Linked DNA regions of Gasterosteus aculeatus: region 2 is linked to region 1. A link is a contact called in public Hi-C data. All regions are on one chromosome and are shown on one strand. The core of a region is the stretch at or near the end of the contact, and the rest is flanking DNA. Distances in the headings are between cores, read along the strand shown. Region 1 overlaps camkmt (calmodulin-lysine N-methyltransferase). Region 2 holds the start of six3a (SIX homeobox 3a).

The links. A called contact is a pair of places that touch in the nucleus more often than the background predicts.
Region 2: a contact with region 1 is called in a Hi-C map of skeletal muscle, with 3 times the contacts expected there. The contact joins the promoter of six3a here to the enhancer-like site in region 1. A contact is called at or near these places in 5 of 6 Hi-C or Micro-C datasets (liver, skeletal muscle, tail fin and 1 more).

Annotation. Positions count from the first base shown.
Region 1 is chr6:16,263,235-16,268,347 of fGasAcu3.hap1.1, reverse strand. The region is part of intron 3 of camkmt (calmodulin-lysine N-methyltransferase); the gene reads right to left. Among protein-coding and RNA genes, the nearest start is that of prepl, 19 kb to the right of the region's middle. Within about 2 kb of position 3,672, at least 1 of the 9 cell types and tissues checked has open chromatin away from gene starts, as enhancers often do. A contact at or near this core is called in liver, where this site is marked.
Region 2 is chr6:16,385,459-16,390,887 of fGasAcu3.hap1.1, reverse strand. six3a (SIX homeobox 3a) reads right to left here and starts at 2,818. Exons shown (of 2, transcript XM_040179451.2): 1 at 1,699-2,818. The coding sequence starts at 2,390. LOC120820986 (a long non-coding RNA gene) reads left to right here and starts at 3,954. Exons shown (of 4, transcript XR_005712464.2): 1 at 3,954-5,290; 2 at 5,385-5,429.

The sequences.
Region 1 (5,113 bases), core at 2,423-4,922:
ACAATCTCACACACACACACACACACACACACACAGGGACGCCATCAGGAAATCAGCAGCCAATCAGAATAATTTGACTGGGATGATGACAGGTCTGTCCACGGAACAATCTGCAGCTCCTGTCACCAAGAGAGAGCATCGTTACACCCCCCACCACACACACACACACACACACACACACACACACACGCGCACACACGCACACACGCACACACGCACACACGCACACACGCGCCCTTGTACTGTATAACAATAAATCAGTTGTGAGTATTCCACAGCAATATCCACAGCTCAGCTGTGTGTGTGTGTGTGTGTGTGTCCTAACCGCTCGCTTTGATGTTGAGTAACGTAGCGAGCATGTGGCCGACCGCTCGAGTGTGCACGTCACTCTGCGTGTGCAGGTGCACGTTTGTTCTTCGCGCTGGACACGGGTCCAGCGGCGTGTCAGTCAAGCCGGCGGCGTTCGTCTACCTGGCGTTTCCCATGAGATTCGATTTAGAGGGCTAATGTATAATAGGCCCTCAAAGGGAGGAGGGGGGAGTATTAATTGAGATGGACTGAGCGAGCGGGGCCGGCGGGAGGAAGAGAGACGGACGAGAGGATGAAGTGACAGACAGAGGGACAGAATGTCATGTTACTCCGAGCAGAGAGTGGACTCTAGCGGATGCCGTCATTCGCACACACACACACACACACACAAGTGAACAGAGGAAACTCTTCTTTGTGACTATGATACTGAGCAGAATATCGGTTAGTCAGCCATAAAAAGAAATAGCCATAACTATTTTTCCACTTGATGTGTAACGAAAAGAATTCCTGAAAATGTTTATTGAAACTCTTAAAGGATTTATTTTATTCATTCCCTGACATTAAAGCAACTGAAAGCAATTGCAACACATTTGTAAAACTGTCAAAGCCAAATCGACAAACAAAAAATGTATCTGATTTTTTTTTTATAATTGTCGGTCCTTTTTTCAAGCAAAGATCTGCAGGTCCAAGCATCTTCAATGGAAGGATAAGTCACCTGTATTTGATTAATAGCATAGTTTCCAAAATATCTTTTAATTTTGGCCTGGCGAATTGGACAAAACAAGACATTTGACAACACTACTTTGGGCTTTTTTGCAGTTTCCTGATTTTCAAAAAAATAAATCCTGATTGCTGATCTCTGCAGATGAATCACTAATATTATAAGTCATTAGCTGCAGCCTGATAGTGAGAGAGTACTTGAGAATGTAGATGATTATCGAGAAGATCTCTCGCGTATTTATTATATCTACTTCTAATTTGATCTCGTCCATCTGTTACTAAAACATGGCAGCGTCGTTGCTATTTTGGCAGGAATCTTAGTGATAGCCTTCAGTGTGTCTGATGTGTGTGCGTATACGTGTGTGTGTGTGTGTGTGTGTCTGTGTGTTTGTCCCTGTGTTGGGTCAAGTCTCCCAACGACCACTTTAATGCACTAAGATGTTGTCGAGCAGGAATGTTATTGATGTTTCTACGGCAACCAGGGGCTTGAGATGAGGATTATGTTGGGAGAGAGCGACAGGAAGACAGAGAGCTGTGGAAGGAAAAAAAGAAGGAAGAGAGATATATTTTGACTCCAATTTCTCTATTTTTTCAGCAAAGGCCACTCGGATTAGAAGTAGGGATGGAGGAGGGATGAAGACTCAGGGAAGATGATGGGGATAGAGGCATGAAGATGGACATTGGGTTACCCACAGTAAAACATTGAAACAGCTGTTTCAAATTCAGAATTTATCAATTATATTTGCAAACGGTGTAAAGTCAATTCCCCCAAATCATAAAAAAATCAAATATATTTTCTCACGTTTAACATTATTAATTATTATTATACCCAAACAAACCATAACAAGACAAATCTAAAATGTGGGCAACTAGCTGCTCAACTCAAACCATCATCACTTACAGATCATAAAACAAGAGCCAACATGGAGACTTCTTGCAGGGTGTTTTAACTGTGAGTTAAACATCAAGGTACACGCAGAGCACAACAAATGCCAAATAACAAGGACATAAAATAAGGTAGCATAGGAACACGTGCTTAGTTACAATGTAAGCACGAGACAAAAAGACACAGAGGGAATGAAAGAAGTCCCAGTTTGAGCATCATTTAGAGTCCAGCTGGCACAAAATAATGTTCTTCAGCATACATACCCTTTTAATGCCCCCCCCCCCCCCCCCCCCCCCCCCACCACACACACACACACACAAGTTAAAACACACAGACACACTTCTCTCTCCATCTCCCTCGCTCTCTGCTCGTCCCACATCAATCAAATCTACTCCCCAAATGATCATCTGTTTAAGGCAGATTATCTTAGGGAAAGCCATCTATCGAATTACAATAGCACTACTTTATCCAGCTAGCCAGACATCATCCCTGGAGTGTGTGTGTGTGTGTGTGTGTGTGTGTGTGTGCACACAGACGGAGAACAATGTCCACTGCATTAGTTTTTCGCATGCCAACATCCATGTGTACACATACCCTCCTCTCCCTCTCCTAAAGCGGTTCCGCCAAATCATTTGCGTGCAGTTTGTTTTTAAGTGTGCATTTGCATAATTGTACGGTATCACTGGACTCCGGTTCAGGTTCATTCCCTTTTCAAATCAACAAATATGTATTTCCCCGTGAAACCGCCAGACCTGCCAATGCATCGCTCTAATTCTGGTTCATGAGCAAAGGGATTCCCGCGGGAGGCGACGGAGTACCAGGAGGACGCTGTTTGTTCCTCATAAATCACTGGATTGTTGATGGGTTCAAATGAGACCGAAAGTTTGCATCCGAGAATGCACCTGGTAATCATAATGAAGCTAATGCTTCATATTCATTCAGTGACTTTAGACTGTAAATCTGTTTAAGCAGCACCATTGAACCCAGTATACAGTACTTGATCTTAACATCTATGAAATTATAGAAGAATAGTGGTTGTTATACAGAAATCAATACAAAAGTAGCAGAAACCACTAAGAGGTGGCGGCCTAACTAGTGTGTGTGTGTGTGTGTGTGTGTGTGTGTGTGTTGACTATTCTTCAGATATTCATCACCATCATATTACAAGATATGCTTCTACATGACTCCATCGTCTAAATCGTTTAAAGAAGGAATGCTATTACTAAAGAGAACATTCTCCTATTTGGTGATTGTTGACAACTACAAATGTCCTTAGTTGAGGACGGCTTCATTACAGCTAATCTTAAGTCACTAAAACTCTATTTCTTCTACGAGTCAACTTTAGCAAAGCACAACCTCCATGTATTTAGCCCTAAAGCTAATGCAGCCACAAAAAACAAGACGCGTAAACCCGTATTAGTGCTGCGAGACATTAAGACATGCAGGAGGCGTTTTTCAGTGCTTCATCCCACAGACAGAAAGTTATTCTGACTCTTAATTAAAAGAATTTTCACTACTGTTGCCAACACTACTTAATAAAAAACAAGGGGAGAAGGAGAGCAAAGTGACTGCAGCGGGGCTGAAGTGCATGTGTGTGTGTGTGTATGTGTGTGTGTGCGCTCCTCAGCCGAGGGGCCTTGTGCTGCAGGCGCTCTCAGTGAACAATCAAAACAGCTCAATTTAGGCTTTATCTGCAGCTCAAGCATGCATATACACACACGCACACACACACACACACACACACACGAGGAGATGCACACGGGACAGGGACAAGAGGACAGTGAACTGAGGGAAGCAGGAAGAAAGCGAGAGCGTATAGCGGGTGATGACGGCAGCAGTTTGGAAGGTCGGATAAACTTGGAATTCGATGCACACAGAAGCTGATCGATATCTTCCCCTCTCGCTCTTAATTTTCTTTTTCTTTTTGCCCCCATTCTCCTGCTTTCTCCCTCACCCAGGAATACTAAGACGTGGAAGTATTGACCGGTGCCGACCACAGAGCGATCCATAGCGTCGGGTCAATCAATTAAGAGCAAATTCGTCACAATGTGTGATCAACTGCTCACTGTAACCTTCTTTTCCAGAAGAGGGTAAAACAGATTTGACCCTCAAGAACACGGAAGGGTTAGAACAATAAGAAACGACGTCCCATTGAATCCATTAAACACCACAGCAACAGATGAGTTAAAAAACACAACGCAAAATAAATGTGGCCTATTAATCACAGCGCGATTTGAATGAGGTGGTTACACGCTGTCCTCGTGTCCTCTCTTTGTACGTCTCGTTTACCCAATCAATAAAAGTTGTTTTGGGCCTGCCCGGTCTGTGTTGTACGTCTTCCTCTGCTACAGCGGAGCTGTCAAACTGCAGCCACTGCTCCCACCTGCAGGCCGGGTGAGGCGCTGCAGGTCAGGGGAGCATCCCTGTGGCCCTGAAAGGCTCACTAATCCAACAAGGTCTCCCCCGTTTGTACTCGCTTTGAACCCACGAGAAATGATCATTCACAGGGAATCATGCAGCGGGACGTGATAATGTTATTTCGTATCAGCCATACGTATTCATGGATTTCTATTTGGCTGTTACCATTAGTGACCTGCGTGCAAACACACAAGGCTAGACACTGTTCAGACTGAACGGTTATACAATCAAAGAACACAGCATTTACATAGTAACACACTGGCCACCCACCCAAGCTACTTTACGAACTATTTGAGATGTCAGAATGTGTTACCGCAGTTTCAGATTCATGTGCTTTTGTTGATGAAGAGCAAGCTGTGGAAAGACGGACACCACTTACTGCATGAGGAATATACCGTGAGATATTTCACCAGATACAATGTGTATGCAACTGAAACCTTGAAACAAGAGGGAGCTAGGAAACCATGAAGGAAGTGAGATCGGGAAAAAGAAACTCAGACAGACAGAAATGGACAATGCTGCAAAACTTATGTCAATAAACCGAACAGAACAGTTTAGAGCCAACAATAGTGTGCTAGTGTGTGTGTGTGTGTGTGTGTGTGTGATCTGGGCTGTGGTCAGGGTTGTTATGGCGAAGACAGCTCTTGTGGAGGTTCTGGCCTGTTCCTGTATGATTGTCCTCAGAAGGAAGTGACATCACCTGTTTGTCTTCGTCCCCTCCTGACACAGGAAATGGACCAGAGAGGACTTTGGCCCGCTCGTGACTTTCCGCCTTGCCGT
Region 2 (5,429 bases), core at 1,569-4,068, 120 kb before region 1:
CTTTTATCAAATAGCCAGCTTTCAGGGGACAAAACACGGCCCTGTTTAGACTACCAAATGTTGGAAGAAATGCAATGAGTTGTTTAGTCTTTCTGCAAAAGTAGGCATTTCCAACGCGCAAGTCAGCAATCCGGCATTTAAATTACGTGAAATGTCCCCACAGACAACTCGCATTTCAATCCAATTTGGAGTGTTTTAAAAAGTAGTTGGATAGCACTTATTGCTGTTGTTTTTCTGCTTCTTATTATGTCCCATCAGCATATGCCACATGTTGTTGTTCTTCAGTGCTGCACATTTTTTTTGTATCTTTCAAGGACCCTAGATTCTGAAGCCGCATTGCCAACTTGTTATTATTTATTCAATACAATATTGGTAAGGGTCTCTTTCACAGATGGGTTTCAGTCTGATGGAAGTGCAAGTATATGAATGAGTGACGTCGAGATCCAGGTTACTTCAATCATCCTAAATGTTTATCTCAATCCACTCACGATAATAACTCCATCACGGCAGGATAATATCAGGCTGGAAATATATCTCTTCATTTAGCAAAAAGATCAGAATAGTGCTCATATGGCTTAGTACCCTCCGATGTATTTTCTAATCAATTATAGCATTTCAATGGAATGATACCACACTCAATGTTATGAATACAGCCCATGTCTCCAAATGCTTTTTAATACGCACACTCGTTTTAGCCCAGCAATATCTATGCAATCTCTATTATCTTTTGAGATAACCTTTTCCAACAATGCAAAGTACAATGTGATGTTAAAAGGACAAATGCACCATACAGCGCACGCTACACTATACGCCGTGCAGCTTAAATAAACCATTACACAGCTTTGGTAGCGCACACACACACACTTTGAAATGATTACCAGAACATGATTATTTTAAATGTATTCAAAAGTGTAGATATAAGTGAAGTAACCTTTAGGTGGATAAAATTAAGACGGGTCCAGTCCTTTTTTTATTTTTTACTTTTACTGAATAAAATAATTAATATGTTTGTTTACACTAGAATTATCCAAATAATGGTTATACATATATATATATATATATATATATATATACAAATATATGTGTATATACATATATTGTAAAATAAACATATGGTCAGCACTATTTGTTATTTAGTCATTTATTATATATATTATATATAATACTTTCACCCTTACGGAAAACATAAACAAGCTCTATATTTGTAAACCCTGATCAATAATTGCCTCATCGGTTGAAAAATAATAGTTTGTCATGATATATTTGTTATTATTATTACATCATTCAAGGTTATTTGAACAACAACCTTGGAGTTTTAACATTAATAGTGTTTTTGTGTGATTGATAATTCTATATTTTGTTAGAAAAATGCCAGCAAAGTTAAATTACATACATGGCAAAATTGTTTATCACAAGTTCTTCCAAATATAAAAAATAACCTATTTATTTTAAAAAAGACCGTTTGGGAAATTTACAACAGCGTAAATAGTCGCCGTTGATCCTGATTTCACTTCATAACAAACATGTCGCCGCAGCCTCCCTCCCCCTGACGGACAGACTCGGTCTCTGCCCGCGAACACACCCGATTCATGAAATATATCCCTTTTCCTTGTTGGTTTTAGCCATTTTAGATAAACTCTGGAACATTGTCGTGTTTTATTGTCGAGAATAAGATGAAATAAAATAAAAAACACCAACCTGTTTTTGGCCGCCGCGGCTCTGTCTCGTTGCCTCCGGTTTTTAAACCAGTTTCCGACCTGTGTAGGAGTGAGTCCAGTGGCTTGAGCCAGTTCCCTTTTCTTACTGGGATTTGGATACGGGTCCTGAAGGTACCACTCCCTCAGCAGGCTCCGTGTCCTCTCTTTGAAACAGTGCGTCTTCTGCTCGCCGTCCCAGATGGTCCGAGGCAGCGGAAACTTCTTCCGCACCCGGTACTTATCGACCGGTCCGAGGGGACGACCGCGGAGCTTCTCGGCCTCCTGGTAGTGCGCTTCCAGCCACATGGCCTGCAGTTTGCCGTGCGAGTCCTTGGTGAACTTGTGGTTCTCCAAGATGTGGTAGAGGTCTCTGAAATTCCCCGTGTGGAACGCCACCACAGCCCTGGCGCGCAGGATGGACTCGTGCTTGTTGATCGCCTCGCACGCTCCCGGAGCCACGGGCAGGGACCAGAGGAAACGGCCCAGCCGTTCGATGTCCCCGGTCTCCTCCAGCGTCTCGCAGACGCTCGCCACCTGCTCCGGGGAGAAGTTGAGGGTCGGTAGCTGAAACATGGACAAGTCTTCTGGAGACCTGGTGGCGGGAGCGCTGTTCGCCAGGAGCACTGGGCGATCAGCGAAGTTTGGCAGGAAGAAATGGGAGGGATAAAGCTCTAAAGGGGATCTGAAAACCATGGAAATGACCTGAGAGAGAAAGCAAATTATCGAGAAAAGGGAGAAACCGAAAAAATACGGCCGGTAAAAAAGATTGAATGATTCAATGGCTATCGCCTAATGACACCAGCCTCATAATATCTCCCCCCTAAATCCGCCGTTGAGTGTAGCATTGAAACATTTTGTTTCCCTTTTCTATTGGTCTTCTTGGTGTCGTTGTAGCGTTGTCATGGCAGCCCTGCCAATCACTGTCAAGCGTGCCAATCATTAGCCAGTACGTAGCGCGAGGCTTTCACCACTTGTGCAGCACGCACGGGGGGTTATCAGAGTCTGCGATCTCCACAGCAACCCTCCCACCGCACGGCGCGCATCGCGCACAAGCCAACGCTCGCCTATCTGCTGAATGGAATGAGCAATTAGAGGGTGGAATATTATTGCGATCTTAACGAGGCTCGTTAAAGCTAAAGAAGATATATAGACTGGAGATGCTCGGCAGAGACGGGGGAGGGAGGGAGGGAGGGAGGGAGCGATGGAAGGGAGGCAGAGGGAGCTTTAAAAAGGGTGACAAATGGACAACCAATGTCTGCGACTCCGGAATACACGCGTTTTGAATCGAAGCGAGTGAATTTGCACATTATTCCCGTACAGTCTTTTTTTTTTTTTCCTGTTGAAGCTACTTTTTAAAATATATTTTTTTTTATCAGTTTATTATTTTTGGGGGGCGAGGGAAAGGAAAGCGTTGGAGCCTTCCGCTTCTTTGCCGTTCATCCGTGATATCATTTGCCATTTGCTTGTTTTCCGAAAGATCAAATTGTGGCGCACGACCTTTTACTCTTCTGCCTGTTCGTAAAGAAGCATGTTGGTAAATCGTGTGACCCGACGCGGGCTCGCTGGTGGGTGTTTGCTGAGTGCTGGCCCGGGCGAAGGCTGCAGTGTGATGCCCCCCCCCCCCCCCCCCCTCTCTCCCGCTGTCCCCGGCCTCGCCTCCGGGACGTCGGGTGCAGCCCTGGCCCCCTGCCCGCCGCCTCCTCTCCAACCAACACGATTCATTGTTCCAAATGAATATCGATGCGCGGCGTTATGTTGATTAAACAAAGATAATGACGCGTCAGTTCGAAGACTAATTTAACCAGTGGCGTCACCCTTTTCATTCCACCAGTTTATCACGGGTTTTGGTTTGATAGTCCAGCCCTCTAATTAATACCATTTAGTATTGGAGTTACAATCAAACGGCGACATGAAAGCTCCTTGGGCACATAAAAGCAGTTTCCATGTATTTGATCTAGTGGTTAGGACACGATCAATGTCCACGTCCAGTCACAGGATTCGGCTTACACCAGTAGCCACGGCGGTGTGGTTTTCATGTTTATGGCTAAAACGGCTTCATATTTAGACAGGGCTTATAGAGTGTTAAAATAGTGTGAGTTCACTCGAACACGAACAGTGCTCACATTGTGAATGCGCCGCGTACAAGGCGTAGCATCTAGACTCCACTTAATCCGCCCTCCATAAAGCTGACATAATGATCCTAAGCCGCCTTTCTACAAAATCATTCAGGAATTCAAAACTTTTTCTCCCTCTTTCAGATTTGCACATTCTCCGGAGCTGACCAGACAGACCACCGACTTCAAGCTCGGGAGGGGGGGGGGGGGGGGCAGTGAGTAGACCAGCCGCACGTGCACGCGCAATGTGCGTTTAGCATTCGCCGCTCCAAAGGCAGTTTTCGCACTTTTACGCATGTTGTTTCTTTTTTTTTTCGGTTGCCAAAAAGAGCTCTCCCATCCCCACGGCCGCGTAGGTGTGTGTGATACAGAGCAGGGGCTGTGAGGATCCTTTAGTAGGGTCAGGCGTTTGGTTCGTGCGCGTCTTTTAAGGGTTGTGTGCGCGCGCATATGTATTTATATACGTGTGCGAGGGGGCAGGGTGGTGGTGGATCGAACCTGTCCACTGCGCTGCTGCACGAACTTCAGGAGAACTAATTCCAAGTGGCACTTGAATTGGTCCCGTTGGAAAGCTCCGTGGACTGGAAGTAAAGGCTGGTATTTTCATGCTGGTGTTAAAACTAACCTCCCCCCTGCCCTCGCTCTCTCTCTCTCTCTCCCACACACACACGCACACGAACGCGCACGCACGACCCCAAAATTAAGTTGAGAGCGCAGGCTTAGCAGCACATATGCAAAGCCTCCTACCTGACTGGGGTCCTGGTGCAGCAATTTGGGTGATCACCATTCAAGCCGAGGCTGGAGGTATTATCCAGCATTATGTTTTGGAGGAGCCTTGTTTGTTTGGGAATAGCCCTCGCAGGCAATTCGGAAATCACTCCTAGGAAAAAGACTGGAGGTGAAATGTAAAACCTGAATGGGGATTGAGGGGGGGAAGAGTCAGTGCTAATTCACATTCTTTATCGCGGCTTTTGTTTACGCTAAGCATGTAATTAACACCCCCCAAACAAGTTTATTCACCTGCCGTAATTGTGTGTTTATCCGAGGGCTCGCTGAATGTTCCGAGCAGCGGGGGACGAGAGCTCTGAAAGCGCATGGAGAATTTAGCGTCTTCTCCGTTTACTTACGGGCCGAAACTCCAGACACGACATCGCAGACAACATTTTGCTCTCTGGAAAACACTGAAGATGTTTTGGTCGATGAGACGGAGAAGCCACACTGTCTGTTTTTAAAAAAAAAAATCACTTTGTTTGAAAAAACTTTAATATGAATTAAGTTTGTGTTGCTCTTAAACTAATATTTATCCAAGTTGCACGCAAGGGAAGTTACTGGTTAAATGCCAATTAGATAATTTTCACTCTGTGCCAATAAAAGGGGAGCAGATAAACAAAAGCGTGGCGTTACGTCATGTATGGGAGTGAGGGAAAGAGAAGCACACCGGATCACAGAAAGAAAGAAAAAAGGTGTTGACTGTATAAGGTAAGAGGGAAAGAGAAAGAAGGCACCAAAAAAAAAAAGAAAAGAAAAGGGTCCTGTTTTATTTTTTGCTCCCTCGTTGACCCCGCTTTGGCAGAGGCTGGCCAGAAACGGCAGCACACCCCTCCCTGGCAAACACAGG